6 separate regions of the Mus musculus genome follow, and all the other regions are linked to region 5. A link is a contact called in public ChIA-PET, HiChIP or PLAC-seq and promoter capture Hi-C data. All regions are on one chromosome and are shown on one strand. The core of a region is the stretch at or near the end of the contact, and the rest is flanking DNA. Distances in the headings are between cores, read along the strand shown. Region 1 holds the start of Stn1 (STN1, CST complex subunit). Region 2 overlaps Sh3pxd2a (SH3 and PX domains 2A). Region 3 has its middle 18 kb from the start of Slk. Region 4 overlaps Sh3pxd2a (SH3 and PX domains 2A). Region 5 holds the start of Gsto1 (glutathione S-transferase omega 1). Region 6 has its middle 8.1 kb from the start of Gm41858.

What was found. Promoter capture Hi-C pulls out the DNA fragments that hold promoters and counts their contacts. ChIA-PET counts read pairs in DNA pulled down with a chosen protein or histone mark. HiChIP or PLAC-seq counts read pairs in DNA pulled down with a chosen protein or histone mark.
Region 1: a FOXA1 HiChIP or PLAC-seq map of pancreatic cancer cells shows a contact between it and region 5. The contact joins the promoter of Stn1 here to the promoter of Gsto1 in region 5. A contact is called at or near these places in 19 of 39 promoter capture datasets (the 3T3-L1 cell line, 3T3-L1-derived adipocytes, the C10 cell line and 13 more), 1 of 15 datasets of contacts at CTCF or cohesin (the NIH/3T3 cell line), 6 of 484 Hi-C or Micro-C datasets (B cells, embryonic stem cells, extraembryonic endoderm stem cells and 2 more), 23 of 115 datasets of contacts at active chromatin or transcription factors (the 230-238 cell line, DN3 thymocytes, astrocytes and 18 more) and 4 of 9 other capture datasets (adipose tissue, embryonic stem cells, liver and 1 more).
Region 2: an RNA polymerase II ChIA-PET map of memory CD8 T cells shows a contact between it and region 5, with 6 read pairs. The contact joins the enhancer-like site here to the promoter of Gsto1 in region 5. A contact is called at or near these places in 5 of 39 promoter capture datasets (the 3T3-L1 cell line, the C10 cell line, liver and 1 more), 1 of 15 datasets of contacts at CTCF or cohesin (the NIH/3T3 cell line), 5 of 115 datasets of contacts at active chromatin or transcription factors (the NIH/3T3 cell line, embryonic forebrain, large pre-B cells and 2 more) and 1 of 9 other capture datasets (adipose tissue).
Region 3: a FOXA1 HiChIP or PLAC-seq map of pancreatic cancer cells shows a contact between it and region 5. The contact joins the enhancer-like site here to the promoter of Gsto1 in region 5. A contact is called at or near these places in 6 of 39 promoter capture datasets (the 3T3-L1 cell line, the C10 cell line, the HPC-7 cell line and 3 more), 1 of 15 datasets of contacts at CTCF or cohesin (the NIH/3T3 cell line), 5 of 115 datasets of contacts at active chromatin or transcription factors (the 230-238 cell line, bone marrow-derived macrophages, effector CD8 T cells and 2 more) and 3 of 9 other capture datasets (adipose tissue, liver and pancreatic islet).
Region 4: a contact with region 5 is called in a promoter capture Hi-C map of hippocampal neurons, with 6 times the contacts expected there. The contact joins the enhancer-like site here to the promoter of Gsto1 in region 5. A contact is called at or near these places in 13 of 39 promoter capture datasets (the 3T3-L1 cell line, 3T3-L1-derived adipocytes, the HPC-7 cell line and 10 more), 11 of 115 datasets of contacts at active chromatin or transcription factors (the NIH/3T3 cell line, T-cell acute lymphoblastic leukemia, bone marrow-derived macrophages and 8 more) and 4 of 9 other capture datasets (adipose tissue, embryonic stem cells, liver and 1 more).
Region 6: a FOXA1 HiChIP or PLAC-seq map of pancreatic cancer cells shows a contact between it and region 5. The contact joins the enhancer-like site here to the promoter of Gsto1 in region 5. A contact is called at or near these places in 17 of 39 promoter capture datasets (3T3-L1-derived adipocytes, the C10 cell line, the SN4741 cell line and 9 more), 3 of 15 datasets of contacts at CTCF or cohesin (embryonic stem cells, large pre-B cells and pro-B cells), 6 of 484 Hi-C or Micro-C datasets (cortical neurons, memory CD8 T cells, nephron progenitors and 2 more), 15 of 115 datasets of contacts at active chromatin or transcription factors (the SCID.adh cell line, T-cell acute lymphoblastic leukemia, craniofacial prominence and 12 more) and 4 of 9 other capture datasets (adipose tissue, embryonic stem cells, liver and 1 more).

What each region holds. Positions count from the first base shown.
Region 1 is chr19:47,535,840-47,538,539 of GRCm38.p6, forward strand. Stn1 (STN1, CST complex subunit) reads right to left here and starts at 1,280. Exons shown (of 10, transcript NM_175360.3): 1 at 975-1,280; 2 at 357-532. The coding sequence starts at 510.
Region 2 is chr19:47,446,584-47,449,283 of GRCm38.p6, forward strand. The region is part of intron 1 of Sh3pxd2a (SH3 and PX domains 2A); the gene reads right to left. Among named protein-coding and RNA genes, the nearest start is that of Gm52384, 7.3 kb to the right of the region's middle. Within about 2 kb of position 1,423, at least 105 of the 459 cell types and tissues checked have an H3K27ac peak or open chromatin away from gene starts, as enhancers often do. A contact at or near this core is called in liver, memory CD8 T cells and pre-B cells, where this site is marked.
Region 3 is chr19:47,560,792-47,563,610 of GRCm38.p6, forward strand. No RefSeq gene overlaps it. Among named protein-coding and RNA genes, the nearest start is that of Slk, 18 kb to the right of the region's middle. Within about 2 kb of position 1,355, at least 18 of the 459 cell types and tissues checked have an H3K27ac peak or open chromatin away from gene starts, as enhancers often do. A contact at or near this core is called in the HPC-7 cell line, bone marrow-derived macrophages and pancreatic cancer cells, where this site is marked.
Region 4 is chr19:47,355,451-47,358,284 of GRCm38.p6, forward strand. The region is part of intron 5 of Sh3pxd2a (SH3 and PX domains 2A); the gene reads right to left. Among named protein-coding and RNA genes, the nearest start is that of Gm29834, 70 kb to the left of the region's middle. Within about 2 kb of position 1,296, at least 40 of the 459 cell types and tissues checked have an H3K27ac peak or open chromatin away from gene starts, as enhancers often do. A contact at or near this core is called in bone marrow-derived macrophages and hippocampal neurons, where this site is marked.
Region 5 is chr19:47,853,571-47,856,388 of GRCm38.p6, forward strand. It overlaps Gsto1 (glutathione S-transferase omega 1), which reads left to right and starts at 1,403. Exons shown (of 6, transcript NM_010362.3): 1 at 1,403-1,552; 2 at 1,645-1,753. The coding sequence starts at 1,519. Gm30021 (predicted gene, 30021) reads right to left here and starts at 1,346. Exons shown (of 2, transcript NR_166768.1): 1 at 1,081-1,346.
Region 6 is chr19:47,492,138-47,494,837 of GRCm38.p6, forward strand. No RefSeq gene overlaps it. Among named protein-coding and RNA genes, the nearest start is that of Gm41858, 8.1 kb to the left of the region's middle. Within about 2 kb of position 1,339, at least 65 of the 459 cell types and tissues checked have an H3K27ac peak or open chromatin away from gene starts, as enhancers often do. A contact at or near this core is called in the SN4741 cell line, embryonic forebrain, embryonic stem cells and 2 more, where this site is marked.

The sequences.
Region 1 (2,700 bases), core at 30-2,529, 320 kb before region 5:
GTATGGAATACCTTAAGCACATGTGGTTTTAGTTATGTATTTTATTGAGAAAAGCTCTTATGTAGCCCAGGCTGGCTTTGAACCCTTCATCGTCTCTATTTCCATCATCCGAGCGTTGGAATCTGGTTATGTACAGGTTGGGAGAAAGAGCTCAATGCAAAGCTCAAAGTTTGATCAACTTCAAATTCTTAGGTTGTCTTTAATTTGCACAAAAATCACAGTAATAAACTCTTTCCAAGGTTGAGGCTAGATAACTTTCAGACAGGGCTCTTTAGATGCCCTAAGCCTCCGGCTTTCTGTATCTTTGAGGGTCAGGGTGCAGCACAGGGCGTCCGTTAAGCTGACAGGCCACATACCTGGCACTTGTTGGGACTCCTTCATCTCCAGGATATCCTTGATGTAGAGTTTTGCAAAGGCTAGAAACACAGGATCCAGACCCCAAAAGAGGGGCGGGATCTCCTCTTCCCTTGGACTGGATTCACACTCCATCAAGAGGCAGGGCTGTGGCATCTGCTAACCCAGAGCCAAGACTCTACAAAAGAAAACAAAAATAAGGTTTTAGGGTGTTTAGTGTGGGTAACGGTCATCCAGAAGTCTTAGGAGGGTAACACAGGGGTTCAGGACCCTGTCAAACTTCATGCCTAGCAGATGGCAAAGTCCTTGTATGAGGCTCCTTCGGACGAAATACCAACTGAGAATCAGTTAAACACCAAATTTTCTTTTCAGACGAGGTCTCAGATAGCCCCGGCTGATCTTAATCTAGCTATGTAGTGGAGGATGGCTTTGAACTAGTGATCCTCCAGTACTGGGATTACTGGCATGTCCCATCAGACCTGGTTTATACAGTGCTGGGGATGGAACGCAGGGCTTCATGCAAGGTTTCGTGCAGGCTAGGCAAGTGCTCTCCAACAACTGAGCTACATCCCCTAAATACTAATTCTCCACTTTGAGGATAACCATACACACAGGCGTACCCCAAAAAGGAGTTTTAACGAGTGAATCCGGAGAGTAATGGAGAGAGTCCCTGTGGCCGTGGACTTTGGGGGCCCTGAAGGTGTGTCTATCCAAGCTTCGACCTTTCACCTCTGGGAAGAGCGGAGGAAAGGAAAAAGAGGCAGAAATCAGAGCAGTTTACAACTTCTCCCGAAGCAGGAGCAGCCAGCCAAGATTGCCGAACCAGTTCCGGTTGCGAGAAGGAAGCGAGCACACTCCCGCCGGCGTATTTCCTTCCCGCCACCCGCGCCTAGCTACCGCCAGCCACTCCCGCTGAGGCCACGCCCCCGACGTCCTCCTCAAGGCCACGCCCACCCCACGTATCGGTTCCGCCCACGCCGCCTTCCCGGTCTACATACACCCTGCGCAGGCTCTTGGGGGCTCTCCTAATCTCGGAGATTCCCGAGCCAGCCCGGGAATTCCTGCTGCTCAAATCCCGCCTTCCATGTCACATTTGTCACTCCGATTCCCTCAGACGGTTCCAGGAAATTGGGACGGGATCAAACTTAAATTTTCTTTTTTAAAAGTAGGGCAGGGGGTTGTCTTGACTGATTAAAGCAACAAACAACGAAATTAGGCAATGGGGTATTTTACTGTTTCTTCACAGCTGGTAATGATCCCCTGACATCGTAGGGATGCTACAGTCTCGCTTGCAGATGTTCTGCTCTAAACCTGAGGCCCCGAGAGAATGAGAGGTCTTGTCTCTAACGGAAACCACCCCTATGAGGTTTCCTCCAGGATGTTGTGCCTTTAACTCTTGAGAGACTGACAATTCTTGTATAAACCATGGCCACCTCCTTGGAGCCCTGTCTCCACTGTCTCCACCCATATAAATAAAGACGTTTTTCCCTACTCACAGGGACTCACACGCCTAGGAGAGGGCAGGTCACTCACTCCAGCGGCAAAAGAGGCAGGAGGCCAAAGAGATCATTGCTAAACTATCAGAGAAGGGCTGGGATGGAAACTGGGTGTCATTAGAACCATGGCTTTCAGTTACTGCCCTGGCCACAGAAGGAGCGGACAGTGTCTCCCAGACTCTGTGGCACAGAATGGCTGGGCCCGTGGAGTTTAAGATCTGTGTAAACCCAATCCCTCTCTACTAGAAGAGGTTCTCTCCCAAGGAAACATAGTAGGATGGATGCTTCCAATTCACCTGTCAGGTAGAGAAAGACAGGTTGGGTGACATTCTCAGGACTGCACACCTCTGCGCCAGGGTGGAGTCCAGGGACCAGTCTCCGCTGTCCTCAGAAGTTGAGGTATTTTCAGAAATGACGCTCAGAGCTCTCAGGGCTAGAGCGCTGGACTCTGGGTTTACTGCCAACCTGGGGGAGGGCCACGCCTTGTGGTATAAATAGAAGCAGACTCCCCTGATGTCATCTTTTACAGTGATGGAGGACTCTTTAGAGGGGAGTGTGCCTCTTGATCTGAGCCCCAGACCTGAGGAGTAGATGGTAACGAAGCTGAGGGTGAGCTGTAGAATTCCAGATTGAGGGGTTTGCATGGAGCTTTGTAAAGATCTCAGCCTCCCTCCTGTAGAACTCCCAGACTCCAAGCCTTCCTGGACGATCCTGAAATCTTCAACCCCGCAGGACCAGCACAACACCCTACAACATTCAAGGCCGATCGATATTTTAAAAGTCAATGCTAGGAGCCCTTTCTTTTGGCAACTTGGTGCCAAATAACAAATTTTATAGACTTTTTTTTTTT
Region 2 (2,700 bases), core at 173-2,672, 410 kb before region 5:
GAGAGAGGCCACCAAAAGGTATCCAAAAAATGCCCGCTCTGGTCTGCAGGGTGACAGGAGAGGATATGAATTGGGAGCTAGTGAGTCTAGGGCGGGGCAGAGCCTCCTGGTAGCCTCAATCAGAACTTCAATGCCAGGTTCTACTCCCAAACAGGCACTGAGCTGACCCAGGGTCAGAGCAGGTAAGCCCCGATACAACAGCTTCCCACAGAGATCTGGGAGCCCCACCTGCAACAGCACCCGCCTATAAACAGGGAGGCATGGGAGATACCCCGATTCCATATGCTTAAGGAGGTTCTGCAGGGCCGTGTTACTTGCAGCTGACCGCCTCTTAAAGGATGTGCCAGCTTTGTGCTGGCCCAGCTCCAACTAGAGGAAAAACAGAGAGTCTAACTAACTTCACACTGGAGGAAGCCAAAGCACTTGTGGACTTCCCCATCGGCTGCCCCCAAGAGAGAAGTCACATAACCCGGAGTCTCAAGGGAAGGGAGTCTGACAACAACCATGGGGACTCTGACCAGAACTTAGGAAAGGGGCTGGGGGGAGTCGGGCAATATTAAAAACAAATAAAGATGCTATTCTGTCTCTTTCCCCACCCACTACCGGAAAGAAGGTCCCTGGGGGGGGGGGGGGGGGACAGATCAGTGGAGGCCTTGTGCAGTTTCCACCCCTCCCCCACCAGCTCTAAGAGGCAGAGGAAGTGCTGAGAATAAAACTGCAAAGCAGAACCTGTACTAAAGACCCAACCTTCAATGTGCTGGCCGGGGAAGGGGCGAGGGTTCATTCACAGGAGACGGAGGGCTAGCTCCAGCATAGCCTGTACTTGCAACCAAGGGCTGGCCGTGCTAAGATCTGGGCCCCAAGGAATGAATCCAGCAACCCCAGCAAGCCATTCAAAGAGGCGACATGGATGAAAGTATTTCCTAATGAAAGCCAGTCATAAAAGAGCACCTAACAGATGACTGCATTTATATGTGATGGCTAGAAGATACTGGTCCAAAGACAAAAGGTGTGTTCATAGTTGCCAGTGGCTAGGGACCAATGGGGAGGGGGCATCATGACACATTCTGCAGTTGACTATCACAGTGCAGTTGTCTAACACTGTGAATATTAGAAGTCATTGAACTGTATAGATTTCATGGGCCATTTGCACACTATAGGAATTACATCTCAAGAAAGCTGGCCACACACACATACACACACACACACACACACACACACACGGACACACATACACACGCACACACTCCTCTTTTATTTTCTCAAAAAGTGTTTTTACTACCTTAAGAATGTCTATTTTTTCACTATCATTTCAAACACTGTCTCAGAAAGCTTTTAATGTGCAGGACCTCTAACTCCCTGCTTTGCAAATAAAAATTTCACAACAAACAGTGTGTCCTGCATGCCCTCCTGGGCACAGGGGCCAGCAGCCAGGTCCTTCCGTGCCTTCCTTCCACGTTCCTCCCAGCCTGCCTATGCTGTGCAGACTCGGATGTCTACTGTCTCCCAGAGCTTTTTTTATTACTGTGGATTTCTTCCCAGGAGTGAGCCTGTATAGGATCGGAGTCCCTCGTTTCAGAGGCCCCACTTCTATGGCTCCTGCCTTCCTTGGCTACATCCATTCCTGCTGAGCTCCTGGAAACCTGTGTATCAAGTCTTTTCCAGTTAGTGCGTTCTGAGTGGCTCTAGAAACCGCTTCCCATTACAGCGAAAGACCCGTATAAACCATGTTCTCTTCCTCTGTGACAAGAGACAACAGACACCGCACAAAGGACTGTCTGGCCTGGGGGGGGGGGTCCCTGGTTCACAGCTTCAGTCCTACCTCCAGCACTTGCTACCAGGAGGAGTTTGCTACCTTAGTTGGTTCGGATGCTAAGTCATGGGTTCAAATACATGCTAACTCCGCTCTGCTATCACAAGTACATCCCACAGCATGACAGCACCCTGTCTCCTTTCCACGGTCATTCCCAGGTTTGACTCAGGGACAGAGCAAGCTCCCTGCTCTGTGTGAACCCTATCTGACATGAAGGCCCCTCATCACGCCTTACAGCTGGCTAAGTGGTTATCACAAAAAGCTTCCTGCATGCTTTCATGCTGGCAACGATTCTCAGAGCACCCCTAACGGAAGTCCCCGTCACCATCCATCTGAGGAAACGGAGTGCCCTGGGGTAGGCGGGCATCAGCTCATAGCCAGCCAGCTAGGAAAAGGGCTGGCATTCCCTCACCTGCAGGTCACCCTCCCCCTAGAACATGCCACAGGCTCCATCCTTTGTCACAGACACCATGTGGCCCTCGCAAGTGTTCTAAATATATCTCCATCAGGCCCTGGAGGCCCCGGGGCTCTGGAAAGTTGAATCCACCTGCTGTGTCTACTCAGAGAGGGCAGGACCACGCCTTGGCAGGACGTGGCTTCCTCCTCTCGTTCAATCTTCCCAACGATGCCACACCAGAGGTTCTGTTCTGTTGCCATTTCGAAGGCGAGGGAAGTGAAGCAGAGTGTTGAAGGGACTTCCCCAGGACCACACAGCAGAGGTGCTGGCTCTGACCTGTGAGCCAGCAGTCTGGGTCCAAGCCTTGAGCTCCTATTCTCATTTCTCCCTGGAATATAGCCTCCTTCTCTTCCCTGTCTATCAGAGAGTGGCAGCCTCTGGTGTTCAAAATGGAGCCATACAGCCTTCTCTTCTTGAACAAAAACAGACA
Region 3 (2,819 bases), core at 105-2,604, 290 kb before region 5:
CTACTATCTTTCCTTTGCCTTGACAGTATTTCTACATTTCCTTCCCTTTGTAAGAAGACGCAGGCATTCATCTCCTTCAGCGTGGCAGTCAGCCCCCACTCACTGGGCTGTAGAAGGGTTAGCAGGAGGACCAGTATTAGCGGAACGGATAGGACTGCCTGTGCTGTCCTGTGTCAGCCACAGTGAGTGCCGTCTCTCTGGTCTTCAATGTGACTTTGCCGTTCTGATGATAATAAACAGAGTCTCATTTCCCATCTGTGGACTCTGGGATGTCCATGTGACAGTCTTTGACTCACAAGGCAGAAGTGATGCTGTGTGGATCGTGGTGGAATTGAAAATACGTTGCAGCCAATGTTTTCAGCATCTTAAACCCATGAGATGCTTCATGCAGTGGAGAAGGCCGATCTATAGTATACATAGCACGAATCCCATGGGCACCCAACTCTAGCGACCACACATGCGAAGATGCCATCTTGGTCTCTCTAGCTCTGGGCAGGTGGTCAGATGACCAGAGGCTCCTGAGTGACTCCAGAAGTGACTGAAAAGGAGGAGCTCTCAGATGTCCAGCAAATAGGACATAGCCATATAACATCAATATTTTAAGGTTCAGAGATGGGGATTGTTCCGCTGTATTCCAGAGGTGCCCATGCCACTTTGTAGAGGCTGCAAAGGGGAACTCCTCTCCAAACGTTTTATTAACTTATTAAATTAAAAGTGGAAAGGGGGAAAAAAGTTCTTTTATTTTTGCCTTACAACCTGAACTTTGACTGCTGTAAATGTTTATGGTTGTCCCTTGGTAACTGTAGATTTGAGGGTCCACTCATCAATGAAGCAAGTGCCTCCCTCATAGCCCCCACCCCACGGAACCAGGAGTCCAATGTTTGACACTTTTTAAAACTAGCGCCTCATCTCCCTTTCCCATTTTTTAAAAAGATTTATTTTTTTATTATTATATGTAAGTACATTGTAGCTGTCTTCAGATGCACCAGAAGAGGGCGTCAGATCTCATTATAGATGGTTGTGAGCCACCATGTGGTTGCTGGGATTTGAACTCAGGACCTTCAGAAGAACAGTCGGTGCTCTTAACCACTGAGCCATCTCTCCAGCCCCTTTTCCCATTGTTTGACACCCCTCCCTCCCGCTTTTTTCTGTGGACGGTGGTTAAGATAGCAAAAAAAGCAAACAGTGACTTATTGACTTGTGGATCTAGGTCTCAAATACTCACTGACTACACAGTGGATATGGGACTGGATTAAGTAGTAAAAGGGTAAAGGACCTTAAGATATGGTTACTGCTCTTTACAGCAGGAAATAAAACATAGCTAAGGACACAGAAGTTTGTGCAGCTCGAGCTGACTGTACAGGCTTCTCGCGAGTCATGTGAGTTTAACTGAGAAGACTCCCAGCCAGGACGAGCAGCACTGCCTTAATAGGAAACATGTGACTTGAATTGGTGTTAAAGATAGAATTAAGAGTCACATGAAGGTGAGCGTGTTAAAGGTCTGTCCAGGAAATCTTGGTAGCAAAGGGCAGGAAAGGGGGAAAGTGTTCAGGAGGTTTAGTGGAAGTATTGGCTCCTTTGTGGATTCAGCAGCTATCTGCCCAGTGCCTGCAGGTGTCAGAAGCTCTGCCAGCTCTGAAAATACTGTTATACCAATGGCAAAGAGCCCATGTAAGGAATAAATAACCTCGTGTGCAGGCAGCAAACAGCCAGTGCAGAACATAAGATGATCAAAGTTTGGGGCTGAGAACAAAGTCTAGAAAAGTAGGCGAAGACCAAGATGTGTCAGCCTTGAAAGTGGAGATTTTGCACTGTGATGCAGGCAACAGGCCCCCTGTTTGGAGAAACAGTGACATCTCGTTTTTTGTATGAAATGTTACTTGAAGCAACAATGTGAAAGACAAGGTGGCCAGGTATGGTGGCATGTGCCTGAAGCCCCAGCTACTTGGGAGGCTGAGGTAGGCAGATCTCTGTGAGTTTAAGGCCAGCTTGTTCTGCATAATGGGACCATATCTCAAAAAAAAAATAATAATAAAAAGAAAGAGAGAGAGAGAGAGAGGCAGAGAGAGAGAGAGAAAACTAGAACACACATATTTACCTGTTATTGAAGAAACCCAGTGTAAGGCCCTGGCTCTCTACTGCCTGCGGCTTGGCCTGAAAGCTGAACAATGCTGTTTGGCCAAAGGGACAACTTGGGTAGACACAACCTTCTGAATGGCAGATCTCATGTTCTGACATGACTACCTGTCTAGACAGTTGCAGCAGTCCAGAATAAGGGGAAGATTTAAAATCCTTTCACGTAGACATTTTACATACAAAGACACCATGGGTGTATGGAAACCCTAAAAAGTAATGTTTTCTATCTGCTGCTGGCAAAGATGAAAAGGTTTTGTTGTCTAAAGCTGACGAGGCTACAAAGACAGAGGCAGTCTCTCTCATTGGCTTTGACAGTCTTTGGAGTTTAAACCTGCACTGCCTTTTGTTGGGATGGGGGGGGGGGCAGGGAGAAGTTATTTGGCAATATTTGTAAAAGATTAAATCCCCCTTAGCTTTTGTTCCAAGAATTCTAGATTCTAGTTTATGAATTTGTCTTATATCTATAATACTATACCATTAGGCAAAGAGTATTGGAGGGTCAGTTCTTTGAAGTTAGTATTTGTGGAAGGGAAACATCCATGTAACACTGATGTCCTCATGTAGGGAAGACTAGTTAAGAGTAAGCTAGAACTGTGGTATAGTGAAGTAATTCGGAGCTACACTGAGTATCTGCATATGCTAAGAGGAAAAACAATGTATGCAGAATATATCAAGATGAAACC
Region 4 (2,834 bases), core at 46-2,545, 500 kb before region 5:
GCAGTGCCAGTCCAGTCTCCACTAGGTAGGGTCAATGTTCACAGTAGCACCAACTAGATGCTCCACTCAGTACTGTATCTGCAGAGAACCTACTGGGTCTCAGGTTCAAAAGAGCTCACTCCTTATCTCTGGGGCTGTGAGACGGAAAGAAGATGTCAAGGTGGCTGTGAAAGAGATGGGGAGGGAGGGTAAATCAGACGATGAGGCACTGAAGGGAGAGAAGAGAAGGAAGACAGGGCCCTGGGGTTAGAGCTGGGGAGGTTGGCTTCCCAGGAATAGGACATGAGAGAAGCCCAGTGAGTCACCCTTAGCACAGTGTACATCACCCATGTCTAACTCACTCAGGCCTTTGGGACTCCCCACAATTGCTGTGTGCCAGTGGGCTGTATGTGGGCTGACAGGGGTGCTGGGCATCCCTGGAGTCAGGCACGCCTATAGCTTGAGCTGCTGGCTCCTGCAGAGCTGTTACTACTAACACTGGCTGCCTCCCTCCCTCTCTCCCTGCCCGGTGTCATCTCCCAAATGAACTGCAAGAACTGGGTATGACGGATGGTAAGCCAAGGTAAATATTGCTCTTGGGGTGATCTGGTCTCGGTGGTATGCCTGATAAGGCCCTCTCAGTCACTAAATCTGGGCCCAATGGTACACAGACATCCATGCAAGCAAACCAGCCGTAATGCAGTGGTGATACACTTTCCAGGAAGAGTGGTAAACATATTCTGAAATTGGTAGTGATAGCCACACAGTGGGGACTGGGCTGCTAGTTGTCACATCAGTGGTACACTTGAGACCATTTGAAAGGCTGGATGTAGCTGGCGGGGGGGGGGGGGGGGGGGGGAGCGTCTGAGCCTCAGCACTGAGTTAGACTCTCAGGCTCACAGCCTGTCAGTGGCAGTTCTAGGCTGGGTGGGACACAAAGTCAGCTGTATGCACTCTTGATCACCCCCACCTCCACCTCTACCTCTGCCCCAGTGACAAGTAAGCTGGCTACCTGCTAGAGAGCCAGAGGGATTGATTATAGTTAGTGGGAGGAAGCCTAGATTTTTCTGGGTGCTTCTTGGAACAGGCTTCCTGTGCCCACCAGATGGCGCCCATCCTTAGAGTTTTATCCAGGAGCTCTGGAGGCCAGAGGAAAGTCTCCAGGACCACCCCTGGTGTCTCTATAGACATACACCTTGGGGTGGGGGTGGGGAGGGGGTGGAGATACAGCCATTTGCCTCAACTGAAGTAGGGATTACCAGCTTCCTGGGAGAATAACAATAGACAGACAGTACCAATGCAGGTGGCTGTAATACTCAGTCTTACCACCAGGTGGCGAAAGATACACACAGATCTGGAATGAGGCACTGGTTCTAAGGATCTCAAAGTTAGACTGGCGCTCAAACTCCAACCTTAAGCGCCTTACAGACCACTATAGCAAAGGATCCTAGGGATTTCAGAAAGCTTGCTCCTCACTTTGAGGTAGTGTTTGTTTGTTTCTCTGCTTGCTTGCTTGTGTTTTCTGCTCTTATAGCCATTATACCTAAGTTGTTACACACTTGGACCACAGCAATAGGCACCTAGTTCTGACAGGACCACAAGATATCAGAGCCAGGAGGAACTCAGAGACACCCAGATTCTGTCCCCATATCTGATGCCAGTGTCGATGGAGCTAGTAATGGCCTTGTACCCACCTCCTCTCAGAACACTTCCTAAGGCTCCTTCAGAGACAGCCTCTTTCCTGAGGTTGGCTGCAGACTCCCTCCGGGTAGGTGTCCCCACCTGCTCTCTGACTTGAGTAGCTGACCATCCCTTGGTCTCAGGTAGAAGGCCTTTATGCTCTTTATGCGAGCCTCCGAGCACCTGACCAGGCTGGCCCGGTGCTGTGGGAAGCCCTGAGCCTACACAATCTCTTCTCCTGCCCCACTGGATCAGCAGCTGCCATTGTTAGAAGAGCCCTGGGCCTTAAACAATTAAGCACCAAGTAGGTGGAGGTGGAGCTGGGTTCAGCACCTGTGATGCTATCTGCTGCCTCCCACAGGGTGAGCACTCCCTTGCAGTGCCTTCCTCCCTCAGACTGAGTTTCCTTGCCAGGGATGAGGCTGTACCTCGGACATTGGCCCCTGGGCCTCACAAAGTATATAGTCAGCTGATGAACAGCCTTCTCCCTGGTGCCATCAGAAGGCCTGCGTCAGAGTGGAGAAGGCCCAGTTTTAAGTTCAGCTCTGATTTGCACTGTCCCTGAGAGGTCACCAACTGGGGGGTTATACTCAAGAGTAGACAGCTATGGTCAGAATGAGCCTTTGGGCTTTGAGGAGAAAGGGGCCACCCGTCCTGGGGGAGGCAGAACACCTGCCTGCTGGATAGACCTGCGTGGGTGGGTAGATGGGGCTTACCTGTCCTGATGGAGATGCCCCAGGGTACCTGGGCCTCAGCCATGAGACAGGAAGTATGTGGAAATGAGAGACACCCACACCCCAACTCCTCCCAAGGCTGGGGATCAGGGGAGAACAGAAAGCACAATGTGAGAAAAATACCAGGACCCCAGGTCACCCTGTAGAGGCACCCCTATATTTTCCCTACGCTCTTGTTTAAGGGAGCCAGAAACCCTGTGTCAGCCCTGACGACAGCCTTTCGGCCTGCACCAAGCCCTCACTGACCTTTGCTGGAGTGACGGTCAGGCCAGACAAGGGCTTTTGAATCCTCGTCCCTCCTGTTGGTCTATCCAGCATGGTAGCGGGGACACAGAGGCTCTGTTCCTCGGTGCGGACACATTTCCCGTGGGCACCTTTGCACCCAGGTAGAAGGGACTGTGGTGGAGGTGGGCAGAATGCACTTACAGAGTCCTGTGCCCT
Region 5 (2,818 bases), core at 153-2,652:
GCGAGGCAGTTGATAAGACCTTCAACAACCTGAATTTGATCCTGTCAATATAGATTATAAATTGGACAGTATGAAATTACCCATCATTCTTCTGAAAAGTTACAGAAGGTTGCTGCATCGGGTGGACACATCTGGGCAGTGAAGGTGAACATTACGTAGAAGGTTAAAAACTATTTCTTGTCACTAGGGTTTTTAATTTTTTCGTCTTCTTGCAATATAGTCGACTCAGATTAATCTCTTCAGGTTACAGCTACAACAAAATATATAGTCCCGTGGCAGTTTGACTGTGGCCAGTAGAGATATATGCCCAGATGTTTGAGGGCTATGTTCTCAGCTGCTAGGACTTAGGCATGATCCCTACTATAATGGCCACCAGTAACGTAGCACAGTGGTTTTCTGTATATTTTCCTTTCTTTATTTGAAGAATTAATGTTTGCTAGTTCATCCACAGCAAGCCCTGCCTGCTAGGGTGCTGCCATTTCCTGGCCGCAATTGTTAGACGTATGAGTCATTTAAGTCACTTTGGCATTTTGTTCCGTAGTTCTAGTGAGCACAGGGAGAAGCCAGGATCAAAACTGGAGCTGGCTCCAAGGGCATTCTCTGCTTCTCCAATAATAGAGCTGGAAACAAAACCCAGGCATGCTCTTTCATAAATAGCCCCGGAGTTAGTAGCTTTTATCCATGAGCTTTGCGAATCCTGGAGGCAAACTCTCCTCATGCCTGAATAAGAAGACAGCAGTTTTCGCAAGCCCTCTGGCCAGATTTTTTTTTTTTTCTTATGGACTCAAAAGGCTAAATTTTCTCAGCCCACTGTGCTTAAACCAGCGTGTGCTCTTTCTAGGCTTCCAGACAAATGTTTTATGGATGGAATTTTGAAAGCACAACTGCGTCCGGAGGCTAATAACATCCAGATGTGTGCTCTTTTCTATATGCCGAAATGTGCCTCTGTAGGTGACTATAGGGATGGCAGCTTATAGTAAGCTAGTACTGACAGAAGAAAAGACCGTCCAGGTGGCTAGACCACCTCCTAGACCCCTCTGGAATGTTGGAAATTTGGGGGCAGAGCTAGAGCTCACATACCAGTGGAGTGGGTGTGGGAGGTATGGAGGTCAGGGCCAGAGTCCTGTGTGAAGGCAGACAGGAAACCTTCGGCCTGGAGGGATGGGGTGGCTCTTTCTGAGCATCTCTGCTTTGGCCGGCTCCAGGTGGTCATCACATGACACAAGAAACCACAAGACCCCTTGTGTGGAGGCGGGGTGTGTGTCTCTGTGGTTTTGTTCCTCCTTGCACTACCTCCGCAGCGAACCTGGGAGCCCACCGGTTAACGTCACACAGCATCAGGATCCAGGATCGCAGCGGCCGATGCTTTCCCTTTAAAGGCGGGGGCGGCTCCCGGCCAGGAGGCGCGGTCTGGGCGGGGCTGAGTTCTAGGACAGTGTACAAGACCTCGTGCTTCCAGAGTCGCCCGCAAACGGGAGCGGAACCCGCGTGGCTCTCGGCCTGCACGGCGGCTCAGCGATGTCGGGAGAATCCTCCAGGAGCCTGGGGAAGGGTGAGGCTACTGGTGTCGGGGACGCACCGTGTACCGGGGATGCCCGGGATCCCTGTGCGATCCGGGCCGTGACTGTCTCCTCTCTCCTGCAGGAAGCGCGCCCCCCGGCCCGGTCCCGGAGGGCCAGATCCGCGTCTACAGCATGAGGTTCTGCCCCTTCGCTCAGAGGACGCTGATGGTCCTGAAGGCCAAGGGAATCCGGTGAGGACGAGGGCGATGGCTCCGGAGCCGCTGGCGGCTGGGCTTCAACCCCTCGCGGCGTTGGCTTTGTGGTCAGGGGGAAATATTCTCAGCCTTTTGTAGGAGACTTTAGTTGCTCACCCTCTTTTCAAGGGGAGAATTGTCATGGACTCCAGGGCTCTAGGGCAGCCTGTTTAAGCAGTCTGGGGCTCAAAAAAAGCGTGTTTCCCCTCCCCACCCCCCCACGGTGAGGTTGGTGGTTTACACTAGATTGCGGAACCCTGGGGTGGCTGTCTCAGCTCGGGTCCTGGGATTCTTGGTGAACTAGAGGCTTGCTTCGCTGTTGCACAAAGGTCACCCGCCTAGCAGAGTTCTGAGCCGTGTGCACAGTCATTTAGGTTGTAAACACAAGGAAGTGTCAGAGTCAAGCCTTTGCAAAGCCTCCATATCCAAACAGTCTTTGACCTACGGGTTATCTACAGTTGGTGAGTCTCTTGGCTTTTCCCGATACCATGTTCGTTGGACCATTTCCCTTCCAATGTCTTGGGGGATCTTTTGAACAATTATTAGACACCTTCTGTTTGGAAGCTCACCCTTAAGAAAAAGTTCATGTATGCAGTTACAATTCGTAAACGACTTTTAGTCCATGGGGAGAATTGGCTAGGCAGGCAGTTCTTTTCCCTAAATGTTAAAATATGTAACCTAAGGAAGTATTTGAAAATTAATTGTCACTTTGTAACGATTTTAATTTCATTTGGATAGGAGATTTGGTTTTGAACACAAGAACGTATTTTTTTTTCTTAAAAAGCAATTTTTCTATATTAGTTGGAACTTTCACTCTAACAAAGAAACTCAAACTGAATTGAAAAAAATAAAAGATATTTATTGTTCTAATACAACGAGAGAGTCCAAGAACAGGGCACAATGCCTTGTGTGATGTGTTTCCTACTGAAACTCAGTGTGGAAAAGAATTATATTTCGCACCAGGATTTCCCAAGCAACATTGAAATTACTTTACCATAACAGGGGTGGGGGCCCTTACGGGGAGAGGGGTTCCTTCAGATAGTGTCTATTACTACTCGTTAT
Region 6 (2,700 bases), core at 89-2,588, 360 kb before region 5:
TGTTGAGAGAAGACTCACGCATGGCTCAGAGGTTTTTGGCATCTTCTGAGTTGGAATGCATTGCTCACTTACCAGCATCCACTTGCTCCTGCATAGCCAGGTGCAAGCAGGGTCATACCAGAGTTACAGGTCATTTTCCTTGCTCATTAGTATGTCAAAGGCATACCCTGTGGGACAGGGTAGATTATAAAAGGGTGGACCCTGCCAAGACACTGTACACACACACACACACACACACACACACACACAGAGTGTTTCTGTGTTCTACAACACTTATGTAGAGTATGGGACAGCTTAGGAATGAGCTCTTTCCTTCCACCATGTATGTTCTGGGGGTTGAAATGGAATCATTAGGCTTTGAGGCAACTGCTTATCCCCGCTGAGCCATCTTGTCAACCCCTCTCCCACCGTCTCTAAGGAGTGGTTTCCAATTGTGTTTCTGCAGTGATGCAGGACGGGCTTTTTTGTCCTTGGGAGAATAACCAACAATGTCTCCAGAACCAAACTGTGACATTATGCCGTTCCTTCCCACTCAAAACAGCATTCTGAAACACAGGCGTGTAGAATGACCTCATTCTGAGAGTTACCGGGAATTTCTTCTAACTGTGCCTTTATGAGATTTACTTTCAAAACTCAAGTGCTTGAGACTTGTCATTTCCTTTTTCTTTAATTTCAGTTGTCTCAGGCGAGCCTTTGTCCTCTAGGCTGGCGGGAGGTAGTGGGAGGGTGAATGAGACAGGTTCACCCTTCCCTGAGGATCCATGGGACTCTAGAATTAAACAGCTGGAGAACAGGACAGAGCTACCATCCTTCTGAGGCCAAAGCCTACGCTGATAGAGCAGGGTTCAAACTTCATGTCCCTTCAGGACAGGACATTTGTGGTCCCCTCCTTAGCAAATTTAGGCCTGGAATCTTAGCTGAAGCTATGACCCAGGCTGAGGTCCCGCCCTTCTCAGAGACATCACAGAGCCTCAGCACAGGAGTCCTCCTATCCCCATCCCTGCCATCTCAGCCTCTGCCATCCCCACCCCTGCAATCCCAGCCCTGTCATCCTGGCCTCTGCCACGGGACTGTCAGAGAAGACATTCCAGTCTGCATTGCCTCGGGGTCTACTTATCTGGAAACCCTCCCCAGGCTCCAGGCTTCCAGAAAACACTCCCCAGGCTGTATGCACTAGCAACTCCCCAACTCAGCTCCACACTGCTTCCCTGAGGTAAAGCTTGCCTGCTACTTACAAAGGGCTATGGGAAAACAACGGCTATGCTAACAACTCAGTGGAGGAGCATGCCACTCATCCGAGAGTAAATTCATTGTCCACTTGTTTCAGTATGGCACGGATGTCAGCGGTTGCCGCAGACATCATGCAGGGCCGCCATTATTCTGAGACGCAGAGCTAAGGACATAATAGAAGTGTGTTCCGTGCTCCCTTTCCCTTCCCTCGAGTCCTTTATTCATGGCCCATCCTCAGAATGAAAAATAAAGACCCTCGGCCCCTAGGGTACATTTCCTTGCAGAGGCGATCAAAATGGGTGTGGCCCAGTGCCCCAATTAGCTACACCAGTCCAGTCAACTGGTGAAAATGAAAATCCCAGACTCTTAGGGTGATTAGGCTGGGAGATGTAGATGGCAGCTCTGCTAAGCCTGCTTCGACTCCAGCTAAAGCTGCGGGGCTCGTAAAGCGAGCCCTTTCCCCACAGGCATTCACGGTTTTCTGCATTTATCTCAATGGTGACGGAGTCTGAAGTGTGTCTCATCCATGGGCGGGTAATAGCACCGCTGGTTTTAAAGAGACCAGGCACATCTGTAAGAGGCACATCTGTAATCCCTCACTTCGGAGGCTGATGCAGGGGAATCAGAAAGTCAATAATAGTGAGAGCCTGCCTTTATTTATTTATTTATTTTCCTTCTACTTCTGCCTCCCAAGTGCTGGGATTTTTAAAAAGAGGAATGCATTATGGTTCGTGATTCCAGAGACATCAGTCCACAACAGCAGGGGGAAATCTTGGCAAAGAATGACAGTTCACACTATGGCAACCAAGAAAGGAGCAAGGGAGGAGATACCCTTGCAAGGACCCCACCCCCCTCGTCTAGTGACCTGCCCATCCCCTAAGTTTCCAAAACCTTCCTTAACAGTGACAACGGCTGAGGCTTTAACACATAAACCTGGGAGGGGCACTTCATTCCAAACCAAAATACCCAGTATGAGTAATATACTAGCAACCGGGAAAATTTCATTGTCATCTTAAGATATGCTGTTCCTTTTCTTAGATTGTTCCCAGGAATGGGCTCGGGAGATCTTCTGTATAGCATAGTCACTACGTTTGATCATGGCACAATGAATACCCAGAAAAGACATGTTGTAGGGGTAGAGACAGAGCAGCAGTTAAGAGAGAAGAGCTTACTGCTCTTTCAGAGAACCTGGTTGGGGGGGGGGCGCTGTCTTTAAAGAATATCAGTCAGGCTAGGGAGGTGGCTCAGTGGGTAAAGCACTTGCTGCATAGTCGTGAGAACCTGCATTTAATTCACACAAAGACGGACATGGTAGTGCACATCTTCAGTCGCAGTGCACCTGTGATGAGGCAGGAGGAGGCAGGGGAATCCCTGGAAGCTTGAAGGCCAACAGTGAATCCAACAGTGGAAGAGATCACGTCTCAAATAAGGTGAAAGGTGAGGCTTGCCTTCAAGGTTGTCCTATGGCCT